Regions from separate parts of the Callithrix jacchus genome. Here region 2 is linked to region 1. Evidence: chromatin contacts called from public Hi-C data. All regions are on one chromosome and are shown on one strand. The core of a region is the stretch at or near the end of the contact, and the rest is flanking DNA. Distances in the headings are between cores, read along the strand shown.

Region 1 (5,677 bases), core at 2,002-4,501:
GGTGGGGGTGAGGAGCGGGGAGGGGGTGGCCTGAGAGCCCAGGGTCAGGGTGTGGGGCCACCTCAGTCACTCCCCTGCCAGTGACCTTGCGCACTGACCTTGGGCAGGCCTTCCTCTCTAGTCTCAGATTTCTGATTCCTAAAATGAGGATTTTCAGATCCTCCTCCACCTCAGAGAGTCTCTTCCCTGCAGGCCCTCTGAAATACACATGTGCTTCGTGTAATTAACAACCCTGGGATTGGTAACTGGTTCCTGTACACATGTTCAGAAAAGTCTCCATGTATGCCCTCAACATAAAGCTCTTATTTGATATGAAGAATGCAAGACTTACTGTTAAGATTCACAGCTGTCCTGTCTTTGAGAACCTGCGTGTGATTTACCTAGATGTGGCTCTATAGGCTTGTGGGGCCCAGCACCACAGTCTCCATGGTAACAGCATCAGAGGGTGCACAGACTGGCTGTCTTTGAGTCACTGGCACGGCCAGTCCTTCCTGGCTGAGGAGGCCACGCCTCTGTGGGACCAGGGTAACAAGCCACTCTCCCATCTGTTCTGTCTCAGGATGGAACTGAAATGTGGTCTCTGCTAGCCACTTGGACGGGGATTTCAGACTTTCCCTGCTGCATTCTGCCTGCTTTGTTGGGTCTTGGGTCTTTGGGCCAGGTGTTGGCCCCTCTGCAGGAGAGCAGACAGGAAAGGAGGAGGTCACTGAAGTGCCTGCCGCTTCCCTTCTGAGGTCATGGTCACATGTGTGCTGGGGGCTTAGCATGCTCTAGGGAGCTTAGGCCCTGGCCCAGGCCCTCAGGTGGGATGGAGAATGTTTGTTTCAGCTGTGGCAGGGTTAGAAGAATGACTCTTGTCACTCAGTTTTCCAGACCTTTCTCCCTTTTGCTTTGCCAGGCAGCAGAGAGAGACAATCAAAACCTGGAAGACAAAGTGCGTTCCTTAAAGACAGACATTGAGGAGAGCAAATATCGACAGCGCCACCTGAAGGTGGAGTTGAAGAGCTTCCTGGAGGTGCTGGATGGGAAGATTGACGACTTGCACGACTTCCGCCGAGGCCTCTCCAAGCTAGGCACCGATAACTAGGGCTGGCCGAGGCCCGGGCCCCGCCTGTGAGTCCCAAGTGTGTGTGCGAGACCAGATAGCTCTAGAATGTTCTCCTATGTGCGTTGCTTCTGTAAATGCAGGCACAGTTTGTCGTGTTTCCAAACCAGTTGTGCCGTCCACTCACTCCTTTCCAGGATAGAAATCTCCTCTCACTTCTCTGGCCTTGTGAGGTTGTGGACAACTGGAAGATTCTGACTCAGGAATCCAGAACTAGGTCTACCTTAAACATTTATGCAGTTAGGGCAGGGATGTTTATATCTTTCATAAGGGCTGTTGCAACCATATGAACTGAAAAAACACATTTTCTAATCCAAATACTGATATTCTTGACACCAGGCCATCAGGCTCCTTTTATTGAATAGCATTCAGAGTATTTGAATGTCCACCAGGCACCAGCCCCGGGGGGCACAGAGAGAACAACATTCCTCTCCATCAACATCGAGAGGCTTTGAAACTACTGTTTAGTGGAGGCTTATTGAGAGATGGAAAACAAGCTCCCGGTGAGTGCATTTTTTGGCCCGGGAACCGCCTGCCTCTGCGATACTGGCCCCTACCCCCAGTTTGTATGGTTGCGACAGTGTTCCTTTTCTTGGTTTTAATTTCTGAGCAGATGATTGTGCTGTGCGAACAGCACACAGTGAGGGTGCCTTGCACAATGCCTGGCACAAAGTAGGTGCTTAATAAATATCTGTTCAATTAAACATGTACACAGAATTTAGTGTTTTAATCAAACCCCACAGCATAGCTGGGACCCTGTTGAATGATGCACCATCTTTGCTGTGCTGGGTAGTTATCAGACATGAATGTCACTGTGTGGTCAAAACCAAGCTGGGGCTCGGGTGGCCCTGGGGCAGGGAGGGAGAAGGAGAACCAGCAGGAGCTGGTCTGAGGTCCCCTGGAGCCCATCCGTGATGCTCTGCTCTGGGGCTCTCCGACCCTCGAATTGCCTTTTCCCCCAGGAATGGGGGCTGTGGCCTGGAAATTCCAGGTATAAGGGCTGCCCAGGGCTTGGGATCTAGGGTGAGATTCTCTTATGGGTCTGGACAATTGAAAAGAAATTGCAGACAATCACGCAGGGAGAGCCTCAGCCCTTGCAACAGAGGTTTCCACCCACCTTTTCCCCCTGCCTTTCTCAGCTTCTTCTAGGGAAGGGACTGCAGCCATAAACCTCCCCTGTCTGACAGAGCTGCTCAGTGGGGCCAGTGGGCCCGTGGGTGCTGTTGGCATCCTACCCTGGGAGGTCGCCCACGTGTGGCAAGATGTTTTGAATCCCTGGCCCCACAGATCCCTAAATGCCTTGGGCAGGGGGGAGGCTTTGGTGCCCCCTTATCCCTTTGAGAACCGCCTAAGAGAACTACTCCCTCTAGAAACCTCCCGTGGACGCAGAGTTTCTCCCTGCTGAATTTGTATTAATGAGCAAACAACCCAAGGAGGGAGGGAGATAGGGTCCCCTCGCAGGTGCCCTGGGCCCCCAGGTGAATGCATGAGTCCTCCTGCTCTCCTTCCCTTCCCCTCAGTGAGATGCCTCTCTGAGCTGGAGAGTCTTGTGTGGGATGCAGACAAGGGAAGGCCAGGGACCTGGGGCACCAAGGCACTTTAGAGAAGCCCCCACAGGGTGAATGGGGGCTTTGGTTGAGTACACAGGGCTCTTGGCAGACAGGAAGTAGAAAGTGTGGCCAGACCTCTTTGTGATTCGGCCTAGGCTGCTGCTGGCCCTGCCCTTTCCCCAGAGCTCCAGATGGCTCTCAGGACAGTCGGTAGCAGCTTCCTGCTGGCTGCACCAGGAGACCAGAGAGCAGAGCTGGCTATAAGTCGGCCTCCTGGGCCAGCAGCGGGATAGGAATTCTCAAGCCAGCCTGGTCCACCCAGCAGCAGGCTGGGTGTGTGGCTGCCTGGGAGCAGTGGACACTGGGTTCCGAAATCCCCCCACTTGGGTCTTCAGATGACCTCTGTCTGTGTATCAGGTGACTTAAGAATCTAGGAAGAGCCCTCTTGACTGACAAGACCATGCTTAGGTGGCATATACATAGCATAGTTACTAAAGCCACTTGGGCATTCTGCTAGCAGTGACTTTAGAAAACTCCAGAAGTGGAGGTGTAGAAAAGGTTGGAAGAGCCATTTCCACAGTGGGCTGCTGTGCAGTCAAGACCTATGATCCCAGCTCACCAACCACTGAAGTGTGTGGGGAGCCCCCTGTGGGGAGCCCCCTGTGGGCAGCAGGTGAGGAACTTGATTCCTCCTGCTGTGTGTCTGGCTCTATAGCTGTTGCAGCCCCGGAGCTAAGAATAGTAGGGACCCCTTTAAAGGGAAGTTGGGCTTGGCTGTGAAAGCACAACAGCTTTTACAGAGCACTGAAGTTTCCATTCCTTCTGCTTTCCTCTAAAGATCTTAGTGTCTCTTCATTTACTTTCTTTTAAATTAATGGCCCTGGAGCAACCTGGACGGTGTTCCCGTGGGCTGCTGTGACGTGCCCTCGTTTATTCTGGCATCCAGCCCAGTCTCAGTACTGTTGTCCTAACCTTACACCAGATGCAGGCAGAACCTAAGCTGCTCACTGGTGAGCATCGCAGCCGCCTGTGCTCTTGGAAGGTGCAGGGCCAGGTCTGCACTTTCAGTTTGCAGATGAGGTCTCCTGATTTTGGCATTTCCAAGACTGGCTGCTGTACCGTGATAAGCTTTCCTTCTGCCCCCATGAAACCTGGTGTCTAAATGAAGTCAACAAAACTTGGAACTCTTTAATCAAGAGGATCTTTAAAAATTACTTTTCATTCCAGTCAAGACCCAACTGGATACGGGTCTTGGGAGTGGCAAGGAAGCCTCCCTAGTGCTGCCTGGGGAATGTAAAACCACCAGAGAGACAGGTTGGGACAGTGTGGTCAGGCCTTGGAGGGAAAGGACCAGTATCCACACAAGATGTCAAATTCCTGTGGCTCCTCAGTTTCATCTGTCCTGCCTGCCATCATATTAAGGCTTTAATTGGGTTAGAGAACAGGGCAGAGACTGTCCCCTCGTTTTGCAGATGGGAAGTAGAGACAGAAAGTGACATGTCCAGGGTCACCCTGCGGTGACCAGCAGCGTGGACTCTGCATCCAGGTCTCCTGGACCTTAGTACAGTACCTTTTGAGCCATGCCACTCTTGTCCCTTTGGTGACCCATGAATGCCAAGAGAAAATAATTATATCCTGATAAGAGCACATTGCAATTATATTATTTTAATATGTGCCCACAGCAAAGGACAGTTTACAAAGGTATGAATCAGAATGACATTTAGGAATGTTTGTTATAAACAGTAACAGAGTTCCACTTTGAAATGATTCTGGTTTTGCAGGAATCATTCTAAGAAAGTTGGTTAAAATGGTGTCCATGCCTGTGAGGCCAGTTCTATAGAAAACAAACACACCCCGAGGTCTTTACTGGCTTCAGTGGAGGCAGAGCAGTATGTTTAAAACAAGAGGGAGACCTTGAGATCGCAGGAATGGAAACAGAACAGAGTTCTAGTTGGAAGCGGCCTCTCCACTGCCTGCCCCTTCCCAGAGATGCGCTCCTTTCTGGCTTTCCGGGGAGGGAGCAGCCTTGCTCAGTCGGGGGAGCAGCATGAATGGGACCTGATCAATACCCAGGAAGACTGTGCACAGAGGGCCATTGGTCTCCAGCCTGCGGGCTCCGTGAGCACAGTTCATGGTGATGGTGGGCAGGCGCCTGCCTGCTGTGGACTGCATTTGATACAAAACATCAAGTAAAGGGTGGAGCATAATACAGTGAATGTGCCTCCCAAAACTATCATGATCTGCCTGTTTTTTTTTTTTTTTTTGAGATGGAGTTTCGCTCTTGTTGCCCAGGCTGGAGTGTGCAGTGGCGCGATCTCTGCTCACCACAACTTCCGCCTCCCAGGTTCAAGCAATTCTCCTGCCTCAGCCTCCCAAGTAGCTGGGACTACAGGCGTGCACCATCATGCCCAGCTAATTTTGTATTTTTAGTAGAGACGGAGTTTCTCCATGTTGGTCAGGCTGGTCTCGAACTCCCGACCTCAGGTAATCTGCCTGCCTCAGCCTCCCAAAGTACAGGTGTAAGCCACTGCGCCAGCTATGATCTGCCTATTTTAACAGGGCTCTTTTTCTTTAGAAACATCTCCTCCTCTGTAGAAACCAGGAACAATTTTGGATGAGAGCCAACCACAGGATGTGCTGGGGACCTTATGATGAGATCTCACATATGGCCAGGTGCACCTTTGGGAGGAAGGCAGCAGTGATGTGACTTAGCACAGGGACTGGAAAGAGGGAACCAGGGCTGGGCGCGGTGGCTCACACTTGTAATCCCAGCACTTTGGGAGGTCGAGGCAGGCAGATCATGAGGTCAGGAGTTCCAGACCAGCCTGGCCAACATGGTGAAACCTCGTCTCTACTAAAAAAAATTCAAAAATTAGCTGGGGGTGGTAGTAAGTGCCTATAATCCCAGCTACTCAGGAGGCTGAGGCAGGAGAATGACTTGAACCTGGGAGGCGGAGGTTGCAGTGAGCTGAGATCGTGCCACTGTACTCCAGCTTTGGCAACAGAGCTAGACTCCACCTCA
Region 2 (5,677 bases), core at 1,016-3,515, 140 kb before region 1:
GGCTCCAACAATCCTCCCACCTCAGCCTCCCAAGATGCTGGACTACAGGTGCATGCCACCCACAAGCGGCTAATTTTTGTATTTTTTTGAAGAGACAGGGTCTTGCCATGTTGCCCAGGCTGGTCTCAAAGTCTTAGACTCCCGTGATCCTCCTGCCTTGGCCTCCCAAAGTGCTGGGATTACAGGCATGAACCACTGGGCCTGGCCAAAATAATATCCTTACTGTATTAACTTATAATAAAACATTTTGGACAAAGAGATGTGATATTGAAAGCTACTATGATAACTTCTGCATTAGTCTGCCTTTCCTCCAAACATATGCATCTATTTGTAACATTTATACTACCTACCTTCACCCCAACAAAATTAAACCAAAATTATTGTTTGGATTGCAAGAAGCAATATATAGACACTCTGTCTTATTTTCTTTTCCATTTATTCTTTTTCCCCTCCAAATGGAGTCTTGCTCTGTTGCCCAGAGCTTGAGTGCCATGGCGTAATCTCGGCTCACTGCAACCCCTGTCTCCCAGGGTCAAGCAATTCTTCTGCCTCAGCCTCTAGAGTAGCTGGGATTACATATACACCACCATGCCCAGCTAATTTTTGTATTTTTAGTAGAGATGGGATTTCACCATGTTGGCCAAACTGGTCTTGAACTCCTGACCTCAGGTGATTGGCCCGCCTTGGCCTCCCAAAGTGCTGGGATAACAGGCGTGAGCCATCGCACCCAGACTGACACTTTCAGGCTATTGTTCTTAGCGTGCTTTATCAAATACCAAATATCAAAGACTTTCAGTGTGTCTGGGATTGGCAAACTATCTGTCAAATTCTCAAATCCGAGGAATGAGTTTCAAATAAATTCAGCTAATTAAAATCATGCCTAGAATTCTATCAGGATCACAGAAATCACTAAAAAGATGACTCATGCCTAATCCAGATGGGCAGTAAAAATCATAAGGTAAGTAAAAAGTGCTACTCCATTTTTATGTTCTCATATGTTCTCCGACGATTCCCCACCCACATGCATGTAAACAAATATCAACTGTTTATTACTGAGAACGGAATTTAAATAGAATGTTAATTGACCCAAGCTTTACTTACCCCAAAGATTTGAGGCAGCTGTATTGCTTAATGTTTAGGTTAAATCTGTGGGAGAAAGAAAACAAACTTGACTTTTACTCTCAAAAGGTGTTTGGAGGGGAGGGTGATGCATTTTCGTCTTACTCAAGGAAAGATTTGGAGTAAAAGTGCTCTAAGGCCCGGAGCGGTGGCTCAGGCCTGTAGTCCCAGCACTTTGGGAGGCCAAGGCGGGCGGATCACGAGGTCAGGAGATCTAGACCATCCTGGCTAACAGGGGGAAACCCCGTCTCTACTAAAAATACAAAAAATTAGCCATGCGTGGAGGCAAGCGCCTGTAAATCCGTACTACTCAGGAAGCTGAGGCAGAAGAATCACTTGAACTCAGGAGGCGGAGGTTACAGTGAGCTGAGGTCGCGCCACTGCACTGCGGCCTGGGCGACAAAGAAAGACTCCGTCTCAAAACAAAAAACAAAACAAGTACTCTAAAGACTTCCAAAGCTAATATTCCAAATAGGGAACTGGCTCTCACAGTGAAGAGCTAGAAGCTACAAGATTTGTCCTCTGGGCATTCAAAAGCAAAATAGTTCAAGTATGAATAAGAACTTCATAAAGTATGTATGTTCTTTTAGGGTAAGCCTTTCAGATTTGTACTCGAACACTACTAGTTTATTCACCACAAATAAAACCACAAAAAACTTCGGCTGCGGGCGACTAACCCTTGAAACCAGAATGGGGTTTCGCTGCCCTAGGAGGTGAGCGTAGAGAACAGACGATATGCAGACTTTTCAACTGCGTTTTCCAGTCTGTCCTCAAGGCACATCACAGCTTGTTTACCAAGGTTCTAGCAGATCTGCTCCCTTCCGAAGCACCTTACACTTTCAGAAGTGAGGGAAATTATGGGCCGTGAGAGGCAAATGGCTTTCGGTTTCGCAAAGAGTACAAATTCACCGCACAGGCGGAGGACACTTCACCGGCAATCCAACTCGGTCGCCCCGCTCCCTCCTCCCGGGCGTCCGGGGCGACTCACCCGCGAAGGGCTGTCTCTATCCAGCTCGGGCTGAATCCCGCCCGCGAGACACTAAGAGACCACAGGAGAGGTGGTCTCTAGCCAACTACGCCGTGGAACTCCAGACCTCCAATGTAACTGAGCCCCTTCCTCTAGAATCAGACAACCATCCGACTTCCGCTTCCGGCGGATCGATGCTGAAGCTAGACTGCCTGTCAAGTCTCGCGATAACTAAGGCTCGTTGTGTAGATCGCTTTGCAACAGAGCGCTTCTTTAAATATTGGCGCAACGCCCAGAGCTCGAGGAGGTGTGGGCAAGTAGCTGTCTAAAGATGGATGATGCCTTGCGCTTTCAGCCTGCCTGGTGGCTGGGCAGTCGAAAACGTCGCTGTCTATTAAGCCACTTTGACTGGGAGCCGGTGACGGGTAGAGACGGAAGTTCTGGGAATCTTGGAGAAGGGAGGGAAAGGCTCCTTCCCGCCGCCTGCTCCGGAGTCTTCGTGGGGAACTCAGGTGAGAGCAGGCCATGAAGAGTAGACATTACTGATGACTTAAGGGATGCTTAAGTTTTCTCTCCTGCCCGGGCAAGCTTCGGTAGTAAGATTTCTATAGTCCATTTAGTATGTGGTTTTGCGGAAACATACCTCCTCTGTGCTCCAGTTTCAGCTGTCCGTATCCAGCTACTTCCAGGAGCCTTGCCCTGCCTTCTGGGATGTTCTGCAAATGTATAAACACTTAATATCCCGACAAAGCTTGGCCTCTTCCCTCCCAAATTGCTTCCCAGGCTATGCATCCGTTTTTGTTAATACAGCCAACTTGGAAACTTTGATGACAGATTTGATGCCCTTTCTTTTTTGTTCATGCTCCCATCACTTGCCAAGTCCTGTCGATTGTACCCCTACAGTGATTCCAGCATCTTCTTACCTACTGCCCCCACCTAATCAAAGTTCTCATAACCATCCCCTGAACGGTGTAAATGCATGTACCTTTCTCACTGATGTCCTGCCTCTAGCATCACACTGCTACTAGCCTATCTTACATATACTCGCCATAGGTGTAGTCATCTTCAAGCACCACCGTGATCCAAAATAGCTGATCCAATGGCTTTCTGTTGCCTGTAGATTAAAGGTCAAGTTTATTAACTTGGATTCAAAACTTTTTTTTTATTTTCTGCTGTTCCCCTTCCATTCTCCCTCAGTAAGTGGTAAACCAGACCTTGTGAAGTACTTCATGCATAAATCATTACTTTTTTTTTTTTGAGACAGAGTCTCGCTCTATCACCAGGCGCCAGGCTGGTGTGCAGTGGAGCCACCTCGGCTCACTGCAACCTCCGCCTCCAGGGTTCAAGCAGTTCTCCTGCCTCAGCCTCCCGAATAGCTGGGACTACAGGCATGCGCCACCACGCCCAGCTAATCTTTTTGTATTTTTAGTAGAGACGAGGTTTCACCATGTTGGCCAGGATGGTCTCGATCTCTTGACCTTGTGATCCGCCCGCCTCGGCCTCCCAAAGTGCTGGGATTACAGGCGTGAGCCACCGTGCCCGGCCATTACATTTTTATAGATTGCTCATGTCCCTTGTATGAAATACCTGTCCCTCCCAATCATCTCCAAATGTTGAAATTCTGTCCATTATTTAAAGCTTTAGAAATAATTTTTCTAAAATTAACTCTAGAAATAATTTTTCTTTATATTGAGAGCCCTTCATATTTTTGGAACTTCATGTATTTATTACCACTTTCTAACTTTGAACTAAAATTATTTATGGGCAAGTCTTTCCCCCTCTAAACTGTAAACAAGCCCTTCTGGTGCATATCTACATTCTGGAGTGTATAACATTGTTGGGTTTTTTTTGTTATTGTTGTTTTTTGACATAGGGTCTCATTCTGTCGCCCAGGCTGGAGTGCAGTGGCACGATCATGGCTTCCTGCAGCTTCAGCTTCCTGGGCTCAGGTGATCCTCTCATCTCAGCCTCCCGAGAGCTGGGACTACAGGTACACACCACCAAAGTACACACCACCACCCTGTTAAGTTTTGTATTTTTCATAGAGATGGAATTTCGCAGTATTGCCCAGTCTGGTCTCGAACTCTGGGCTCCAGTACTCTGCCCACCTCAGTCTCCCAAAGTTCTGGGATAACAGGACTGAGCCCAGCCCCATGTTGTGCTTTTTACATGAAGTTAGCACTCAGTAAATATTTGTAGAATGAATGACAGAACTATCAATATTCCATGTAATTTTTAGAAACATTAACCTAGCAAAAGTGTATAGGATAGCATGGATGAGAAGATAGGATAGTCTTGGTGTTGGGTAGTAAAGGTAAGAGGTAGAAAAACCAAGGTTACAACAAATGAATAATACTATCTTGGAGCCCCAGTAGCGCAATTGGTTAGCACATAGTACTATAGTACTTATAGCACTATCCTTAGTTACTGAGTGGATGATGGGTGAAAAAGATTGGTAGAAATTAGGGAAGGAGCTAGGCATGGTAACTCACACCTGTAATCCCAACACCCTGGGAAGCCAAGGCAGGAGGATCATCTGAGGTCAGGAGTTCAAGAGCAGCCTGACCAACATGGTAAAACCCCGTCTCTACTAAAAATGCAAAATAATTAGCCAGGCATGGTGGTGGGTGCCTGTAATCCTAGCAACTTGGGAGGCTGAGGCAGGGAGAATTGCTTGAACTTGGGAGGCAGAGGTTGCAGTGAGCTGAGATTGCACCACTGCACTCCAGCCTGGGGGACAGAGCAAGGCTCTGTCTGAAAAAACAAAACAAAACAAAAAAGGAAATCAGGAAAGACTCTAATTTTTGAGCCTGAGAAATTGGGGCTGAAAAGGAATGTCCATAAGGTAAATTGGCTTTAAGGCAAAAATGAATTCAGAGCCCAAATAAATTTGTAAAATTTGAGATAGTGGTAAAATATTCAAGAGAAAGTTTCTGGGGAGTCGTTAGAAATACAAGACGAAAGCTCAGGAAACAGAGGCTCTGCCCAAATATGTAAATGTGTGAGTCATTCATGAAGAAACAGTAGTTAAAATCACTGGTGTACAGATGGTCCCCGATGGGACGGTTTGACTTACGATTTTTGTGACTTTGCCATGGTACCATGCATATTTAGTAGCAATGTACTTTAAGTATTCATACAAACATTCTATTTTTCACTTTCAGTACAGTAGTCAATCATATGAGATATTCAACATTTCATTATAAAATAGGCTTTGTGTTAAATAAGCTTGCCCAACTATAGGCTAATGTAAGTGTTCTGAGCATGTTTCAGGTAGGCTAGGCTAAGCTATGATGTTTGATAGATTAGCATTTTTGACTTATAATATTTTCAACTTATGATGGGCTTATATGGACATAACCCCATCATAAATCAAGGAGCATCTGTATATGATCTTTTCAACAGGGAAAGTATTCATAGAGAAGAGAAGGTGCCCAAGGCCTATCCCTCAGGAAATACCCATATTTAGGAGACAAGAATAGGAAATATCAAACTTGAAGAGGGACAGTGTAACAGCTCAAAAACTAGGGAAAATGTTTCCCCACCTAGTATCAGGAAGCAAGGACAGGGGCTTCTTGTAGGCTAGTTTGC

The links. A called contact is a pair of places that touch in the nucleus more often than the background predicts.
Region 2: a contact with region 1 is called in a Hi-C map of skeletal muscle, with 2.8 times the contacts expected there. The contact joins the promoter of RAMAC here to the enhancer-like site in region 1. A contact is called at or near these places in 2 of 3 Hi-C or Micro-C datasets (both in skeletal muscle).

The regions. Positions count from the first base shown.
Region 1 is chr6:24,116,850-24,122,526 of calJac240_pri, reverse strand. It overlaps HOMER2 (homer scaffold protein 2), which reads left to right. Exons shown (of 9, transcript XM_008998485.6): 9 at 899-1,809. The coding sequence ends at 1,087. Among named protein-coding and RNA genes, the nearest start is that of FSD2, 38 kb to the right of the region's middle. Within about 2 kb of position 3,251, at least 6 of the 16 cell types and tissues checked have an H3K27ac peak or open chromatin away from gene starts, as enhancers often do. A contact at or near this core is called in skeletal muscle, where this site is marked.
Region 2 is chr6:24,257,367-24,263,043 of calJac240_pri, reverse strand. It overlaps RAMAC (RNA guanine-7 methyltransferase activating subunit), which reads right to left and starts at 2,265. Exons shown (of 4, transcript XM_078326898.1): 1 at 2,108-2,265; 2 at 1,102-1,146.